Linked DNA regions of Triticum aestivum: region 2 is linked to region 1. A link is a contact called in public Hi-C data. All regions are on one chromosome and are shown on one strand. Each heading gives the region's core, a stretch centred on a gene start, on an enhancer-like site or on the middle of the called end of the contact. The rest is flanking DNA. Distances are from core to core; before and after follow the strand shown. Region 1 holds the start of LOC123079115 (protein VTE6, chloroplastic). Region 2 holds the start of LOC123079116.

The links. A called contact is a pair of places that touch in the nucleus more often than the background predicts.
Region 2: a Hi-C map of leaf shows a contact between it and region 1, with 3 times the contacts expected there. The contact joins the promoter of LOC123079116 here to the promoter of LOC123079115 in region 1. A contact is called at or near these places in 2 of 5 Hi-C or Micro-C datasets (both in leaf).

What each region holds. Positions count from the first base shown.
Region 1 is chr3D:392,488,727-392,492,011 of IWGSC CS RefSeq v2.1, reverse strand. LOC123079115 (protein VTE6, chloroplastic) reads left to right here and starts at 1,721. Exons shown (of 5, transcript XM_044501792.1): 1 at 1,721-2,199. The coding sequence starts at 1,795.
Region 2 is chr3D:392,808,212-392,811,494 of IWGSC CS RefSeq v2.1, reverse strand. LOC123079116 reads right to left here and starts at 1,896. Exons shown (of 3, transcript XM_044501793.1): 1 at 1,699-1,896; 2 at 1,297-1,615. The coding sequence starts at 1,733.

The sequences.
Region 1 (3,285 bases), core at 472-2,971:
TCTCTCACCCTACCCGCACGGCGAGCAGAGGGGGAGGGCCCCCACCACGCGCGCAGTTGCTCCACCCCCATCGGCAAAAGGGTGGCACTTGCGGGTGTGCAGTACGGCAAACGGCGGCGTGGAGTACGGCCAACGACTGCATGCAGTTCGGGCGACAAAAAAATCACTGGCGGTGTGGTCATTGCAGTTCGCCGGCGAGCCGCTAGCGGTTGGAGCTCGATGCAACGCCCATCCCGCTCAACGGAGAGATGGAGGCCGTGACAGAGCTCGCCGCCGTGTGTAGCAACATGACGAACGGCCTCGTGCTGTTGGAAAGGCAGGTCTTCCACCGCGGTAGAGGTGCACATGAGGTGTTTGCTAAAATTCCAAAGAAAGAGAGGAGGAGGAAGAAAAGGATGATGCTGACATGCGGGACCCACCTATCATAACGGTCAACCTAACAATCAAAATAAACAAAATTGACTAAACGCGCCATTATGCGAAAGTGGTAGTTTTTTGTCACAATAAAAAAAATGATAGGTTTTAGTCATTTTTAAAAGTGATAGTTCAGTGGGACGTAAACCCCTAAAGTGGTAGGCTTTTGTCAAAACTCTCCTCCATATTTTTGTGTCATATACTCCCTTTATTCCAAAATAGATGACGATGACTCTTGAGCCATCTATTTTGGAACAGAGGGAGTAGTTCTCTATGTGCCGGTTTGCCAAATGAGTTCTGCTAGTGATCTTCATTTTAAACCAATTTGATACTCCCTCTGTAAATTAATATATGAAAGTGTTTAGATTACAATTTTCGTGATCTAAACGTTTTTATATTAGTTTACGAAGGGAGTGTGTTATAGGGTCTGCAGTAGCAGTGGGATTTGGTCGACTTGCACTTCAACAGTACACAAATATTCTGTTGAATAGAAGAAATACGAGTCCATACAAATTACACCGTCTAATGCTTCATGAAAAACACTCTCTGATGCTATAGAGGTACAACACAGAAAAACAGCGCAAAATATCTACAAACTGCAGAGAGCACGACATCCATGTCGTTTACTAAGATAAGACTTGAGTACCAAATTGCCATCAGGAGGGATCTCATGTAGTTTTATCTCACAGCATTAGCACAAAAGTGCCAACGAATTGCTCAAAGCCCTTGCGCAATAACCCAAACATCACTTGGCAACGGAAGATTTTGTGAAAAGTAAACGAGGGCAAAAAGGCACCAGATTGTTAATACCAAAACCAACTCGGAACGGCACAATTTTCTTGCTTAATTGCATACAACCATCATCAAACGAAAGGGAGAGAGATGAACGAGGTGCTGCCATCAGAAGGGATGGTAAATAACTTGTGATCTCATCGCGTCAGGCAAAAACCATGCCATGAACTGCTCAAAGCCCTTGCGCAATAACCCAAACATCACTTGGCAGCAAGAAGAAGAAGCAAGAAACGCGCACGAGATCTCGGAAGAAAACACCAACGAAACGTATCGGGAATTGGGAGACGTAGATCGCCATCTGCGATGGCGGCTAGGGTTTGAATAGAAAGCGGGCGGCGGCGTCGCCCAGGGTTGGACGGGGGCGCGATGTTTTATACCCACGCCCGACATGCCTAACTGGAAACGCACCTTCATTACTCCGTAAACCCGACCAGAAGACGTCTTCAAAGCGCTACCACAAACCATACGCGAAGGCGTATTTAGTGGTATGCGTGCTGAGGAGTCTCGTACGGTTGACAAGAGTCGAAGGCGTCCAAGACTAGAGACTGTGGCGAGTCTAAAAAAAAAAAGACTAGACGGCGGCGGAAAATGGCGTGCGGTCTCCTGCCGCTGCTCCACGGCCCCCTCTCCTCTCCGCCTCGTCCCCTCCTCCCATCCGGCTCTCCCTCCCTCCTCGCGCCCAGGACCCTGCCCCTAGCCCCTCGCCGGAGCAGGGTTTCGCGCCACCTGTCACCTGCCCCTCCGCGCGCTCTACCGGACATTGCCGCCGCGGCGGCGGGCCTCCGGGACGCGGTCGCCGGCGCCTTCCAGGCGTCTCCGCCTACGTGGAGCTCGGCTGCCACCACCAACGCCGCCATCTTCGTCGCGGGCACGCCGCTGCTCCTCTCCGGCCTCTCCGCCTCCGGCATCGCGGCCGCCTACGTCCTCGGCACCCTCACCTGGCGCGCATTTGGGGCCCGGGCTTACCTCCTCGTCGCCGCCTACTTCGTGGTGGTGAGTGGATCGGGTGCTGCGTTGCCGGCTGGTGCTTCGCACCGACAGGCTTAGTGTTTTTGAATTGCATGTCTGAGGTGCTGTGATAAATCTGAAAATTTTCAGAAATGCCGTTTTTGTCACGGTTTAGAATTTCTGTTGAGGGGTTGTCACCGCCCGATTATCTTCATTTCTTAATATGACATGTTTCATCGGTGTTCTCTCTACTCCCTGCCCAATAAATATTATTTTAGCGATTGGGGTGTCTTCTAGCGAATTGCCTAGCCTTGGTAATGGAAATTGGTGCTTTCTGGTGTCTGTCAGCATTGATGCAAAATAGCAATTTCCCACAGCCAAGTTTGTCAAAATTGTAAGAGATAAACTAGCTTTATAGACTTGATTACAGACAAGATAGTTTCATATTTCTGTCTTGCTCAAGTTTGTACATGAATTGACCGGAAATCTGAATTACTCTAGTTTCGTACCCATGCAAATCTGTATATCAGTGGTGGAGACAGAACCTTTTCAAAGCCTATGCAAACAGCAAGCCAAAATGCTTAGAAAGCTAGAATGCCATTTTCGGTGCAGGCTGCTGTGACATTCACCCAGGTAGATCATCCTGATGCCAGCAATCTGGAAGGGAAGGTTTCACCTCCCCTGCTATAGGGAGAGAAATGGGCTAGTAAGGGGGTCGCTCTTCTCCGCATGCTGCATATATATTGAAATAGGGATAGTCTTGATTTGGCAATCTTGCCAGTTAGGAAATCCAGACTTTGCCAAAACTTCCAAACTTCCTTTATTTGTTCTGCTCTTTAGAACCACAGATGAATCATGAATGAGTGATCAACGCATGTTTTAATCTTCAAATCAGGTGGAGGTTGTGCATAAGAGATGCACTTTTCTCCAGTTTATGATTTGCCCTTGCTAAGGAGAATTGAGATTGGTATTTCCTGTGAAATTATTTAAATATGTATTGCCATAAAATAAATAATCACAATGTATGATTATTCTGTTCATTGATAAGCAATGTTTGCTGTGCTACTTCCACTGCCTGTTCGGAAAGCAAGCAGTTCTAAATTTATGGATGTATGTGTTCTGTCGATTGTG
Region 2 (3,283 bases), core at 647-3,146, 320 kb before region 1:
ACCGGGCGAAAACCAAAAACCGTATATTTCCTCCGGACGAATTCGCGAACTACCAGTCATTTCTCCGAACGTGCAACTACACCTCCACATCCGGACTGTCTGGTCCCTGCGCCCCGGACTGTCCAGCAGTGCAAAATGGCGCCAAAGGATAGCACAACCGGACTTTCCGCCCCCAACCTGGATTGTCCGGTAGTACTGTTTATGCACATTTTTTGGGTAGCGCCCGTGTATCTCCTCCCCGTACCCTTTCGTCCTAGACTATAAATACCATGCCCCTCAATAGATCTAGTGTTAGCAAAGTATACACAAACAACTTGGGAGAGCTTTGCTCAATATACCTACCCCAAGGGGATCAAGGCGTCCTATGCAGAGAAGAATCCAACCGGCTTACAAGACCTCTATGTGGTGATGAATCCTTCTGGATTACAACGCCTCCTCTCTTCCAATTAGGGACGAACTATCTCTCAAGCCCTCCATTTCTCATGGAGATTTAGGGATGAACTACCGCCATGTTTTTTCTTTCATTTGCTTGTTATTGGATCTTGAGGTTCCTCTCGCATTGACCTTACGATTTGAGTTAGTACTTTTGTTGTGAACCTTATCCTTGCGTGTGTCCCTCTTAATCCTATTCCTCCCTTGTTCCTCGTGTTCATCCATGAATCCCTGTCCAATCATGAAGATCAGGCCACCCCTATAATTTGCTGTGTATCACCCCGGCCGCCGAGGGAGCAGGAACCATGCCTTCATTGCCATACAGACGCTGGCGACAGGTCCTGATGTCGCGCCGATGGGGAGCTGTCGGCTGACGGACCACCAATGCGGCCAACCGCCAGCACCAAGCCCCTGTCGGCTCAAGCCGCCGCTTGTGGACCTATCCTTCGCCGTCGCTGCGGGCCAGAACAAGCCCGGCAACCACCATCCGGGGAGGGCGATGCAGGGTGTGGTTTTTCGTTCAATTAATCAAGGTATTGGATTACTACCTCTAAATCCTATGGATTAAACATCTACTTCCAATGTCCACCACTCCACCTTCAAATGGCTAAAACAGGCACATTGCAGCAGAAATTTTAACCGCGGTGCTACATAATGTGGGTCTTGTTGGACGCATTGTGTTCACTGTTTATGTCTACCAGCAGAAACATAGAGCAAGCAAATGACATTAAATTACCAATGTAACAAGGGCCTTCCTAAAAGCTAGTACTAAACTGAACATCATATATGAAGTTGAACCCAGAGAACGGCTACTAGCGCGAATACTCGGGGCAAGGGCAAGCAAAGCGGGGGCACCAAGCGTACCTTGTGCTTCAGAAAGAGGCTATACTGGAGCGCTCTCCGCCGCCTCTTAGCCCTCTCGGCACCGCCGCTCCCGCGAGATCCCTTCCTCTTCGTCGCCTTCCCCAAACCATCTCCCATGCCACCACCCACGGCGAAGTCTCCGCCCGCAGCGCAGACACCCGGCAGCGCCCGCAACGCCGCAAGCTCGTCGGCCCACCAGCGCGACCGCGGCGTCGGGTCCATTGGCGGGAGCTGCGGCGTCTCCGAGTCCCCGTCCTCGGAGCCTCCGAATGGCCAGCACTTGGCCGCGTCCACGGCCCGCATCCTGGCGGCGAACCCCCTGCGGCATTCGGTCGAACAGGTCAGCATGCATCAGCCGCGTGTCCCGAGAAAACAAGCGGATGCAAGACGAGAGTAGGGTACCGTATGGAGAAAGCCTCGGCCTCCGCCGCGGCCATTTTGGCTCCCGCGCGGTGCGCCTCGCCGGCGAGGGTCGTTGGCCGGGAGGGCTGCGAAGCTACGAGCGAGGCTGGGAGAGAAGGCGGAACAAGTTGACAAAAAGAAGTTGGGGGGCTTGGGAGGGAGTGACGAGGCGGGACCCAGTGCGCGGCGGATTTGACGCTGGACCTGACCAGACTGCATTTTATTAACTCCCTGTTGCGTCGGGAGGCGCGCCCCTGGTCTCTTCTTCCCGTCATGGTGCGCTGTACACTCTCGTGGTGGGCCAAGACCCGAGAGGACCAACAAGGAAGAGGCAGCCGGCCGTATGAGTATGACTCTTCCCTAAAAAAAGCCGGCCGTCTGACTCTGACCCCATGCAAAATTTGGCTGGAATGTACAAAAATTGCAGCAATTTGGGTGGAATAATAATCTTGCACCTCGGAAAATAATTAATAATTGTGTTTCTCAAAAAAAATAAAGTATTAGAGCAACTCCAATAGCTCCTCTAAAAATCTTCCCATAAAAAAATATTACGGATTGACCGTATAATTTACGAGAAGTTGGCAGACAACAACTTTTCTCATTTCCTGTAAACCTCTTTTCTGTAAAAATATGTTTATTTTTATTTTTAGTTGCAATGGATGTTTATTTTTTTTAGTTACAATGGCGTAGGCCCCGCATGTCACTGACACGTGTGACGCTAAACGGCGAGGTGCGGTATGGGGAGGCAGTGCATCGGCAGCTAGCACGGGGCAACGCGGCGTGGGAGTTCCGGATGCGGCAATTGGCTGCCCTGGCGGTGTGGCGGCGGCGATACCGGGCGACGTAGCGGCCCGTGCTGTGGCAGCGGCGGTGACAGAGGGTTGATACGTCTCCAACGTATCTATAATTTATGAAGTATTCATGTCATGTTACAACAATTCTATATGGTTTTGGTATGATTTGCACGAAACTAACCCGGACTGACGCTGTTTTCAGCAAAACTACCGTGGTGTTGTTTTTTGTGCAGACATAAAATTCTCGGAATGGGCTGAAACTTTTTGAATATTTTTTTTGAACAAAAGAGACCCCCGAAGCTTCATGGGAGGGCCAGAAGAGCCACGAGGAGGGCACAACCCACCAGGGCGCGCCTGGAGCCCAGCCCGAGGCGTGGTGGGTTGTGCTCATCTCGAGACTCGTCTTAGTGTGAAACCAACGCCAAAAAATCCTATAAATAGAGAAGCCCCCAGAAATAACACTAGATCAGAAGTTCCGCCGCGGCAAGCGTCTATAGCCATGAAAACCAATCTAGACTCCGTTCCGACACCCTGCCGGAGGGGAATTCATCACCGGAAGCCATCTTCATCATCCCTATGGTCTCCATGGTGAGGAAGGAGTAGTCCACACTCAAGGCTGAGAGTTTGTACTAGTAGCTATGTGTTTAATATCTCTCTCGTGTTCTTGATTTGGCACGATCTTGATGTATCGTGAGCTTTGTTAATATAGTTGGATCATATGGTGTTTTCTCCTCTCTATCTCGTTGTGATGAATTGAGTTTTCCTTTTGAGATTTCATTATTATCAGATTG